Regions from separate parts of the Mus musculus genome. Here region 2 is linked to region 1. The links are chromatin contacts, called in public Hi-C maps. All regions are on one chromosome and are shown on one strand. The core of a region is the stretch at or near the end of the contact, and the rest is flanking DNA. Distances in the headings are between cores, read along the strand shown. Region 1 holds the start of Igsf21 (immunoglobulin superfamily, member 21). Region 2 has its middle 20 kb from the start of Gm33895.

The links. Hi-C and Micro-C count contacts between places; a contact is called where the count stands out from the background.
Region 2: a Hi-C map of cerebral cortex shows a contact between it and region 1, with 2.5 times the contacts expected there. The contact joins the enhancer-like site here to the promoter of Igsf21 in region 1. A contact is called at or near these places in 4 of 484 Hi-C or Micro-C datasets (cerebellum, cerebral cortex and forebrain), 4 of 115 datasets of contacts at active chromatin or transcription factors (SST interneurons, embryonic stem cells and forebrain) and 1 of 9 other capture datasets (adipose tissue).

What each region holds. Positions count from the first base shown.
Region 1 is chr4:140,244,876-140,250,216 of GRCm38.p6, forward strand. Igsf21 (immunoglobulin superfamily, member 21) reads right to left here and starts at 1,936. Exons shown (of 10, transcript NM_198610.2): 1 at 1,427-1,936. The coding sequence starts at 1,496.
Region 2 is chr4:140,300,532-140,306,440 of GRCm38.p6, forward strand. No RefSeq gene overlaps it. Among named protein-coding and RNA genes, the nearest start is that of Gm33895, 20 kb to the right of the region's middle. Within about 2 kb of position 1,355, at least 4 of the 459 cell types and tissues checked have an H3K27ac peak or open chromatin away from gene starts, as enhancers often do. A contact at or near this core is called in cerebral cortex, where this site is marked.

The sequences.
Region 1 (5,341 bases), core at 686-3,185:
TGGCACCCAGAGAGGGTAGGAGGGACAAAGTACCTGCCTGACATTCCTTTGGGTCTCCACCAGCTCCTCCCCCACTGCCTACAGGACCACCTCCCAAGGCTCAAATTCTCCCATCAGCGGACCAAGCTCTCTCTTCAAAGACTCAGGCGGTCGGAGGGTGTAGGTTATTTTAGAGGCACGCCCCTTGGAGGACAATTTCAGAGCTCATATAGGTTTTTCTCAGTTTGCGGGACAAGAATTGACCCTCCACCGCGGCCTAAATGGGACAGAGGCCAAGGCTCCATCCGAGACAATGCCTACTTTTTCCACTCTCCCACCTCCCAGGGTGGCCACGCTCTGATTTCAACACCGGTGGTTGGTTGTGACTTGACCTGGAGAAGGAGCTTCCCCCACCCCCTACCCCCACCCCCGCCCCCACCCTCTGGAATCCCCCACCTATGACTCTGTTGGCCCTGCCTCCGCCCTGCTGGGCTGGCATCTGCTCCCTGTTCCCTGCCCGGAAGGCACTGGGGCGTCAAGTTCGACTTCCATATCATTTAAGACCCACCAGAGGGCGGCGCTGGGCAGGGTGCCCCTCCTCCCAGGTAGCCCTAACCATACACTCTAGAACTGCTCCGCACTGCTGGCTCTGGGCAAGCCTTTGAGCTCCAGTTTCCTTCCATCTGGTTCAGCCTAGGCCATGACCAAGCCCATGCGGGACACACACACACACTCACACACAGATGCGAGCCATACTGTTGAAACTCCTCCAGCCCCAGATGTGCTCACAGTTCCCTGCCCAAGTTCCCTCGATCTGCACCTGCTCCCAAACCCAGAGCTTCTAGGACCTCAAGTCCTGTACTTCCACGTGTAGCTGGGTACACTCCTGTCCAGCTCTAACAGAAATACAGTCACCGGCTGTCACACAGCCCTCTAGAGACCAGGCAGCACACCGGGGATCGGCGTGAACCGCCACACCTCAAACACCCTTTCCTTAACAGGCTCCCACATGCCGCGACGCTCACACACTTACCCTCCTGAAGGAGTTCACACCCCCAAACACTCAGACTTTCTCTCTCACCTCTCCATGCAACTGATCTAGACTCTCTGTTACCTCTCTCACACACACACCATCACACAGCCACATCTAAATGTACTCCCGTGCCCTCTCCAAACATAGCTGATTCTCGGACACTCACAGACCCAACAAAGACACACACACACACACACACACACACACACACACACACACACACACACACACACACACCACTGGCACAGACCCACGAGAGCTTTCTCCAAAAGATCTATCCTCTCTTCGCTGCACGGAAGCCCTCCTGGACTGTGCCTACAGCCCGAGACTCCCAGAGCCATCCGGGCCCGCGCCCTTCTCGGTCTTTGCGCGCATCCCCCGGCCCCGGGCTTCCGCGGGCGCCCGCACACTCACCGCGTGCCAGGTCCAGAATCGCGGCGAGCAGCAGGCAGGAAGCGCGGCGGAGGCTTGGAGCAGCTTGCATGGTGTCCAGAAGCTGGCGGCGCTGGCCGAGGCGGCGGCGGCGGCAGCGATCGCAGTGGCGGCGGTGGGTCCCCTCGCCATGGGCTCAGAAGCGCTTGTGACCCGGGCCGCCGGCCGTGGCGGTGACGAGAGGCGAGGAGAGCCGAGGGGAGGTCCCCATGCTACTGTAGCCCGGCCGCCAGGCTACCCGGGGCTGCTCTGGGCTGTACCGGGATGCTCCGGGCTGCACCACCAGGCTACTCTGGGCTGTAATAGGATGCTCCGGGCTGCACCAGACGCACTGGCTGCTCCGGGCTGCACCGGACCTGGCTGGGGCGCGCAGCTGCTCCCGGCTGGTTGGCTGCGATAGGCGGCCACGGCGGCCGGAGTCGGATCCGTGGCGGCAGTGGCGGAGTTTGGAGCCGAAGCTCTGCCCGCGCCGCCGCGCTCTGCCCCGCGCTCGCTCTTCTCGCGCCCCCTCCTCTCCCTCCTTTCCTGCCGCCCCGCCCCCGCCCCCCCCCACCCCCCGCGCTGCGCTCGCTGCCGTATTCTACAGACTTTTCTTTAATCCGTTCTGGGCTGTTCGGCTCTCGTCCGCTAAGCCGATTTATTGCAGAGAGGAGAACTCGCCCCCCTCCCTCTCGGCTTCTACCCTCTGCTCCCCCCACCCCCATCTCATCACAACTGCTTGCTTGTGAGCTGCATCCTCCCATACACACACACCAAGCTTCGCTCCACCCGAATCGCCCTCCCCACCCCTCCACCTGGACGTGTCCCTGGACGCCCCTTTCCTCCGCTTGGTGGATGCAAGCACCCTTCCTCCTTCCAGGAGAGAGAGATGCTTTCCCCGGAGGGATGTAGGTCCTCAGGGCTTGCTTTGACACCTATGAACGTCGTCCTTAGGGGCTTCAGAGCTTCAGTGTTCCACAAATAAGGGCTACCCTCCAGCCCGCGCCCCGCGCAGAACAGCTGCATTGTATGTGCAGGCTGGACCGGGCAAGGGAGGCATCGACTTTTTCTTCTGAGACCAAGATGTCACCTTAAAAAAAAAATCAGGGCTGACACCCCAGCTCCTCCACCTGAGAACCGGGGTGGGGTTGAAACTTGTGTCAGATCGTCGCTTTGATCGCTCACGCACTATTGAGCCTGGGCTGTGGGGTCTCCCACGTGAGGAAGAGGCAGGTGCTCCTAGCTCTTAGGGTGGTGGTGGGGGTGGTGGAACCAGGAGTTAGATCGTCAAGTTCCAGAATGAACAGCAGAACCAGAGAGTGACTCTGAGCCCCCAAACCAGGACCCAGGTCTCCTTATGCTGCATTCTCCAGGGAAGTCCCAGCTCCCCTATCTTTACTAAGCTGCTGCATCCTTGTTGCTCAGTTTACTTAGCCGGGCAATGGGTACACTGGCAGCCCCACTGGCTGCAGGCCTTGGGAGAGGGGTGGGCAGTGAGTAATGGCCTGGCAGGTGCTACTAGGAAAGACTTGTGCCAGGATGCCCCACGGAGTGACCCACTCTCCTCCTTACCCTCTGCAGCCTTGTCAGCACATGGCCTTTCAAGGCAGCTAGCTAGCTAGCTGCAGTTCAGGGTCGCTCAGCCTCCCTGCTCCAGGGAAGGAGCGATTTGCATTTATTTAGATCTGAGCGAATACGTTCACCTGACAGGCTTTAGAAGGATCCTCTTAGTAAAATAATAATAATGATCGTAATAAACCCTTATAAATAGGTGTTTGATTACAGTTTGTCCCTCCGTGGGTATTTTTTTTTTGAATCAGACTAATTGGTTGCTAGACTGATTGGGCTGGATCTGGCTTGAACACTGGAGTCTTGGGCCTTTATCCTTTCCCTGGCTGTTCTCCACTCCCCCTTGCTACGCCTCCAAGTCTCATCTTCCCCAAGCTACTGAGGGGTGAGCTTGAGGGCATCTCCCCTCCCCTCCAAAAAAAGCTTCCCCCCCACCCACCCCCCGCTAAGCAAGCCAAGGGAAGAGCACAACCCTTGCCTGTCTGATCCTGCCAGTCTCTCCCTCCCACCTCTCTGCTTCTGGCTTAGGAAAAAGCTATCCAGGATTCTAAGCCCTCGGTGTGAGAGGTTCCCTGGCTGAGGAGCTCCAAGCCCAGATGCCCCCCCGCCCCCCCTCCCGGGCTGGGCTAGGCTTACAGGAAATGCATGCATTGCTGTGTGGCCTTCCATGCTCTTGGAGTCTAGGTGCAACAGGATGGAGCCAGGTGAAGGAGGACAGGCAAGAGTTCTTCAGAAGGCCAAGTGGGCGTGGCTTCCCGGCCGCACCCACCTACCACTGTCCTTGGGGGAGGAGCTGAAAGGAGCAGGTCATTGGTGAAACTACCCATCAGTCCCAAGCTTAACCAGCTGGGAAAGAGGGCCAAGGTATTGTCTCCACGGAGTCCTCTAAGAATGGCGTCAGTGGAGAGGGTGGAAAGGAGAAAAGAAGTTTGAAACCAGGGAAGTCTGGTTTCACGGCTGAGTATCTTGGGCCTGGAGTTTTTTATACCTTAATGGACCCACCTTTATTCCCAAATCATCTTCACTATCCACCCTGTCCTTGAACATTACCCTGTGGAGAAAGTACTGTTCACCCTGGCCCGTGGCACATAGTAGGTCTTCACTGAGTATTGGATGGATGGAAAAATGAATGTAAGGCTGAATGAGGTTGGATAACTGGTTGGTTTGTTCCTTAGCTCTGAGCTCAAGCTGGTACTCGGTGGGTGCTCAGAGGCAAGCTGTAGCCACGAACCTTCTCAGAGATCCAGGATTGTGACGCTACTCCGCCCTGGTGCAGAGTTGGTTTCCCTTGGAAGGGCCAGGCTGCCAAAGCACGCCTATTACCATATGGTAATGATAATAGCAACAGCCCGCCTCCCAGCTCGGCCAAAAGCCCCGCCCCTTCGGCTCCATAAACCACAGCACTGGAGTCCTTTCTTCTGCTGCATAGAAAGGTGACTCGGAAGCACAGTCAGTTAACAGGGGGCTCTGGGAAACTAAGGCAAAGGAGAAGTCACCCAGGGCAGCCACAAGCTTTTCATTTAGTTTATGTCTACTGCTGCCCGCCAGAGGCGGTGCTTGCAGTTTGCTCTCCTGGCACTCAGACTCTCGAGTCACAGTGAACCACGCCTCTCTCTTGGGCTCAGGTCCAGTAGGAACCGTGAGCCTCTAGGCAGCCAAGGTGCAGCTATCTGCCTGCCCGCCCGCAAGAGTGAGCAGGTCCTAATCCTCTGTCCTTGGTGCTGACACGGGCTCTCCCGACAGAGGGTGCTAACACAAAAGCAACCTTCTCCGCCTTGCTCCAGGGATGGACACCCGGAGGTCACGATGGAGTTTTAAGTTCTCTTCTCCAGGGACAGGGTACCACTGGCTCTCACAGCCTTGTTTCCAGAGGGTGGGCTTTGTAGGTTTGGGGAGAGCTACTTGGTGGAGTAGAGAATATGAGGACCTGCCTCTGTGCGCTGGGTGCTGTCAGAGACTTCAGCTTGTGAAACAGTAGCAGATCAGTGTGTGCGGCATGACTCCTATTTTAAAGATGAGATGGATGAGAAACAGAGAGGTAAGCAGCAACTTTTCCAGGGGAACAGCTAGTGATGGACTCAGGTTTGAATGCAGGATCCACTTCAAGGCTAGAGCTTTTGCATGCTTTCCTTGGCCACCTGCAATAACCCCACAGGGATCCACATGCATACATACACAGGGGCTCGTGTGTGAGTACACACACATGCCAGATGGACAACTTTCATGAGTCCATTGTGTCCATTTATTGGCTCCCATCTAATCATCACGGAAGTCCTCCATGGCAACTTTGTGTACACATGACTTACAGATAAGGAAACTAAGTTGCAGAGATGCCAGGTGAATCGTGAA
Region 2 (5,909 bases), core at 105-2,604, 55 kb after region 1:
GGACATTAACCAATGGCTGGAGACATCAGAGGGACAGAGCCCAGAGATGCTATTGGACACCCTTTGGACATACAGGAAAAGTTAGTTGGGCTCAAGCTGTCAGACTGCCATGCCAGGGCCGGGAACCCTTATTAACCCTGTCCTGGAACCGCTCTGGGCTCCAGGGAAGAAAGACTGGCTAGGTATCAGTTGTTGCTTCCGTCTCTTGGAAACTGTTAAATTAGTGAAGTACAGCCTTATACCCTCACCCTCACCATGATCATGGCGATGCTCAGCCCTGCCTCTCTGTTTTGGCTGTGTTCCATCCCCTTCCCTGCACACAGCCCTCCCTCCCCCATCCCATTCTAACATCCCGATCTATATCCCCAGACATGGATGCTTCTGGTGAAATATATGCTGTTGCTTATCGTTGGGATGCGTTTTAATTTACATAAATTGTACTGGGCTATAGATCTCATTGTGTGCCTTAAGTTTTTGGGTTTTTTTTCCCCCACTTAATGCTATGTTTGGGGATCTACCTGCCGTGCTCCATAAATTTCCAAATCCTCTGCCGCAGATATTTCTAGACTCAGATTTCCCCCTAGTGGGTGTCAGGTGCCTCCATGCCTCACCCCTTGGGTGTGTATGTGTGTGTGCTGGGGGGGGATCTATGCCAGGACGTTCTTCAGTCTATCAGGGGTGGGACAGTGGGGAGGCAGAGCATACAGCGCCTGTGCGTGTTTCTCTTAGCGACGACCGTTTTGCAGACTGCTGCTCTCAGCTCTGCTGTCCACTTGTGGCACAATCCGGCTCTCTAAATTTCCCAAGCTGCTTGGTTGCAAGGGGGCTGGCTCACTCTGGAGAAGGGAAGTGGCAGTTCCAATGTGTTTTCTGGGACCTAACCTAAACAGGGAGAGTGAGCTCTCTGGGGAACGATGTCTTCAAGCATTGCTTTAAAGCAAGGAAAGGCCAGAAGGCTCTGACCACCTGTTTGCTTGGAGGAGCCTCTGGACCACCAGACAAACTGCAGGTTGCATCCCCCTGGGGCTCTTCGCAGCCAGTGTCAACCCGAGCCTCAGGGCAGGGCAGTAAACAATGGAGACACATTCGCTTGCTCCGGGAGTCTCAGGAGGAGCAGGAGGGAGAGTGAACCACCCCAGGTGTCGTTTATTAAATGGAGGTGTAACTGCTGCTACCTAGAGCCCCAGGAGGATGGGGGATGATGGAAAAAGTCAGGGAGAGAGCTCCAAGTAGGGGATTGGGACCTGAGAGGCGACAAGATTTCATCTGCAGCAGCGGGGGAAGCAGAAGCACGGAGCAGACGCTTCGACAGCGCCAGCGCCAGTGCCAGCGTGGTGTGCACACATGACCAGGGATGGTGTGAGGAGCGGCAGAAGCCAGGAGCCTGCCTGCCATGGGGATCCGGCACATTCCAGAAGGTGTGGCTCGCTCGCGCACTACCAGAGGTGGGAAATGGGAACAGACAGATCAGTTCTCAGTGATAGTGGGAGATAGGAATGAGACCTGGAGGCCACCCTGGAGGTGGCGTCAGAGGACTAGACAGTATTCTAACAGCTTTTTCCAGTCATGGGACCCGACTGCACACCTGAGTGGTGACATGAAGCAGACATAGAAGTCTCCTCTCTGGCTTGAGGTCTAACTCCTTCAAGCCCTTCCTTCTTTCCGGCACAGTGCAGCTCTCGGGGACCAGACATGGAGCTTTCTGCCTGGCCTGGAGCTCCAGCCACTGGGAGGTCAGGGACCTGGGTTCCTCCATCAGAATAGGAGCTGCCTGAGCTCTGAGCTTCCCTCTTCCATCACACCAGGCCCTCCGTGAGCAGTTTCTCTCCCCTCTACACTCACAGAGCCCTAGACAACCTCCACTCTGTAGGGCTCCCGGCAATGTCAGCCAGTGTGACACCCTAACCCCAAGCAGGGTCATAGGAGGGGGACAGGCAGATGTGAGCATATAACCTCAAACATTTCATTTTGGGGGGCAAGCACGTTGAATCAGGGTGTCACATTGTTGCTCAGGATGACCCAGTAGTCACTATGTAGCCCAGGCTAGCCTCAGACTTGAGACCCTCTTGCCTCCACCTCCCGAGTGCTGAGAGTCCAGTATGAGCCACTGAGCTGTCCCCCAAGTCCTCATCCTGGTCCTTCCCTGCGGCTCTTGGTGAGCAAGCATTGTCTCCCTCCCTGTCTCCAGAGGAACCAGAGGCCAGGTTCTGGGAGTGGGGGTGGGGCAGGGTCAGTGTATTCAGGAATTCCAGGGTAGCATCCTGGTAGGGGCTGGCAGCCCTCCCCGCCCTACTCCCTCTTTTCTCCCATGGGCATCCATCAGAGGTGTTGCTGGACAGACAGCAATGAGACCTTCCTCTGGGACAGACACTATCTCCTTTGTCTCCTGCTTGCCCTCCCAGGCTTCCCGCACCCCAGGGAAGGTGTCTGAGGCTGTGGACTGTATGTCCCGAGCAATGGCCATTACAGGGGTCCCTTACTTCCACTAGCAAGCTTATCCTCGCAGGAGCCCAAGGCCATTTGCCTTCAAAGACGATGTACAATGTGTTTAGCAACTGTGGGTTTCTTTTAATAGCAGAGAAGTATATTTCCAGCGAGATCTGCTGGAATCGTGGAGAGGAAATAAAGAAAACACTGCCCAGGAAAGAGATTGCAGCTTCAAGGAGTGGGGAAGACACTTACTGCCGAGAGTGGGAGCAAGAACAGGTTTTGTAGCAAACCCAAGTTCACCCGGTGGCCACGGTGAGGGTGGGAGCCATCATTCTGTCCCCAAATGAAAGCAACGATGAGAATGGAAATTCCGAGTCTGACCTCAGACTTGGATGAGTCCAAATGGTAATGAGATGCAGGAAGTCAGACTCAGTTGTGGTGCTGCACTTGGGGGTCAAAATTCTCCAGAATTCTCTTTCCTCCGGGCCCAAACATTAAGATACCAGGTCCTGTACAGTCCGATAGCTCTGTCTGTCAGCTCAGTTACTGAGGAGACTGAGGCAGGAGGATTTCAAGTTCAAGGCCAGTCTGGGGTATAGGGTGATTGCAAGGTCAGTCTGGGCAACTTAGGGAGATACTGAGAGAAAAAAAAGCAACAAAACTGGAGATGCAGCCCAGTGGAACAGTGCTTGCCTGGAGTGCAGGAGGCTCTGTATACTGCCATACTGGGATGGGGAGGAGGGAAGGGAGGAGGGAGAGAGGGGGAGGGAGAAGGAGAGGGAATGGAGGGACAGAAAGAGGGACCTGGAGGGAGAGAGGGAGGGAAGGAGGGAAGAAGGGAGGGAAAAAGAGAGGCAGGGAGGGGGAGAGAGAGACAGGGAAGGAGAGAGAGAGAGAGAGAGAGAGAGAGAGAGCAGGGAGGAGGGGAAGGACAGAGGGACAGAACACTGGAGGACAGAGAACCTAGGCACCTAGCTGCCAGGAGGCAGTGTGGCCTAATCTTGGAGCTCCTGGGAGGACTTGGAGGCATGAGAGTTGGGAAGAGTTTGAAGAGCACGTGGCCTCTCCCAAGCTGAACCTGGGTTTCTGATTGTCTCCTTGAATACCCAGAGCAAAGACGGATGGTCCAGCCCTAGACATGAGGTCCCCTGAAATGTCTAAACGGTGGTCTGGACCCCTGGCCCATAACTTTGGTTCAGCTGAACTTCGAAGGCTACTGTGGGGAGTCTGCTCGCAGGGGCTGGGGGAGGGAAACCATGAGGCTGAAGGTCACAGGACCATGCCATCGACACTTCTTGTGGCTAGCCAGGGCCTGAAAATATATACAATGGGAGGTTCTAGAATCAACTATTAAAAAATCGTGTGTGCTCTGAGTGTCCTCATGAAGTCTCCCCCCTCTCCCCTCCATCCCTTCCAGGACCCAGTCATCTCTGATACACTGTATCATACACTGTATCATATGATACACTGTATGCACATAGTATAAGCTACCTGCCCCTCACTCTCTTAGTAAAAAGAAAAACACATTATCCCCGAGACTGGAGATGAACGAGGGCTTAAGATTACACTGAGGGCTTTGGAGTGTGACTCTGTAGATAGGGAGGTGGTTATGTTTAACTTGACTTGAGAAGATTGGCTTGATGCTAAATATGAACTAAGGCAATCTGCCCAGCCACAAACCTTAGCTGCACACAAGTGTCTAAGGGACCTGGCCGGACAACAGTGGTGATGGGATGGGGCAGGAGGGGGAAGTGGTCCAGCAGGCACTCAGATTAAACATGTGGATTTGAGGAACTATGTGGTCAGAGGTCAGATTATAAGGTCTTACTTTATTGCCCAACCCCCAAAAAGACGAACTTAAACAAAATGCTGATGATCTCTGAGTCCTCTGAGGATTTCTGAGTCTTCTCATGGAATCTTAACTATGCACGATTTGGGGACAAATAATTCAGAATGGTTGAGTAGCAAATTAGTTTTTTTTTTTAATGGATGCATTGTGAATAATGTCTCTATATAAATAAGACCCAGACAATGTTTGATCATATTATATAGTATTCGGGATGTATTTCTACCATAGAATGGTGTCATTTTAAGGTTTTGTTTTTATTACTTTAAAATAATACACATTTGTGTGCCTGTGTGTGAGTATGTGCATGTGTGGCTGCAGAAACATACAGAGTCCAGAAGAGGGCGCCAGATCTCCAGAGCTGGAGTTATAGGCAGTTGTGCGCTGTCTGACACAGATCCTGGGAACTGACTTGGTCCTCTGGAGGAACCTTCGTAACTATGGAACCAGCTCTCCATCCCCATGGCGTAAAATTAAAAGTTAAAATCTAACTTTAAGCAGTACCACATTTTAAAATCTGGAGACCTGAATTAAAAAGGAAAGGAGACAAAGAGAGATTAATTGGGAAAATCCCATTCGTTTTTCAAGGTTTTTTTGTTTCACGTTTTATTTACTTAACTGCATTGGCTGGCTTTATTCGATCACGATCTTGCCCCTCAGCACGGTGTGTCTATGGCAGAACACATCCACTCATGCCTTCTCTCCAGCACACATATCATAGATTCTTATTGCTGGTCATTTGATAAATATCACCCACATCCCAGCCTCCTCATCAAAGTGTGGGGATAGTCTAGAAAGACTCCAGAAAGACTCAAGGAAGCAGCCATCTCTGTCTGTGTACCTTTGTGCATAGTTCTTGGGTTCTTTTGTTTTGGGGTGCTTGTTTGTTTGTTTGTTTTTGTTTTTTTTCATGAGTGCAAACAGATCCATGCACTGTGCAGCAGGCAGAGGAGAGTTATCCATGCCAGCTGCACAGTGCCAGCTACCAGCTTCGTGCCACGTGTGTTCCCAAAACCCCTCACTTAACTGTCCAAGAATCCAGGCATCGAGGGGCTTTGTGACTCCCTCAAGGTCTCGCTATTCTGAGCTGAAAGAGTCAGAATGGGAACCAGGACTCTTGATTGGCACACAACATGGTGTTCAACCAATGGATGATGGCCGGTCCACAGGTCAGGTCACCCTGACACCACACAGATCTTTTGACTGTGATTTATAACCCCAGGAGGCTCTGTCCGTCCGTCTGTCTGTCTATCTGTCTCTCTGAAGCCCCCTTTGAATGCCCACATCACTGTGGTTTCACTTCCCAATTATGGCTGTTTATTTTGTTCCCATGTGTCCACACTCCTGAATGTATGTGGAAGCCAGACTATTGTCAAGTGTCTTCTTCAATCTGTCTCCATCTTCTTTTAGACAGGTCTCTTCTTGAGCCTATTAGCCTGCCTGATCCCGGGGCCCCTCTTGCCTCTGCCTCCACAGCTCTGGAATGACAAGCAGGCAGGCAGCGCCACACCTGGCTTGTTTGGTTCTTGACATGGGAGCTGGGGATCTGAACCCAGATCCTCACGAATGCCTCACTGACCGAGCCATCTCTTTAGCGTGCCTCCACTCCATGGTTTAAGTCAGCACATTCTGA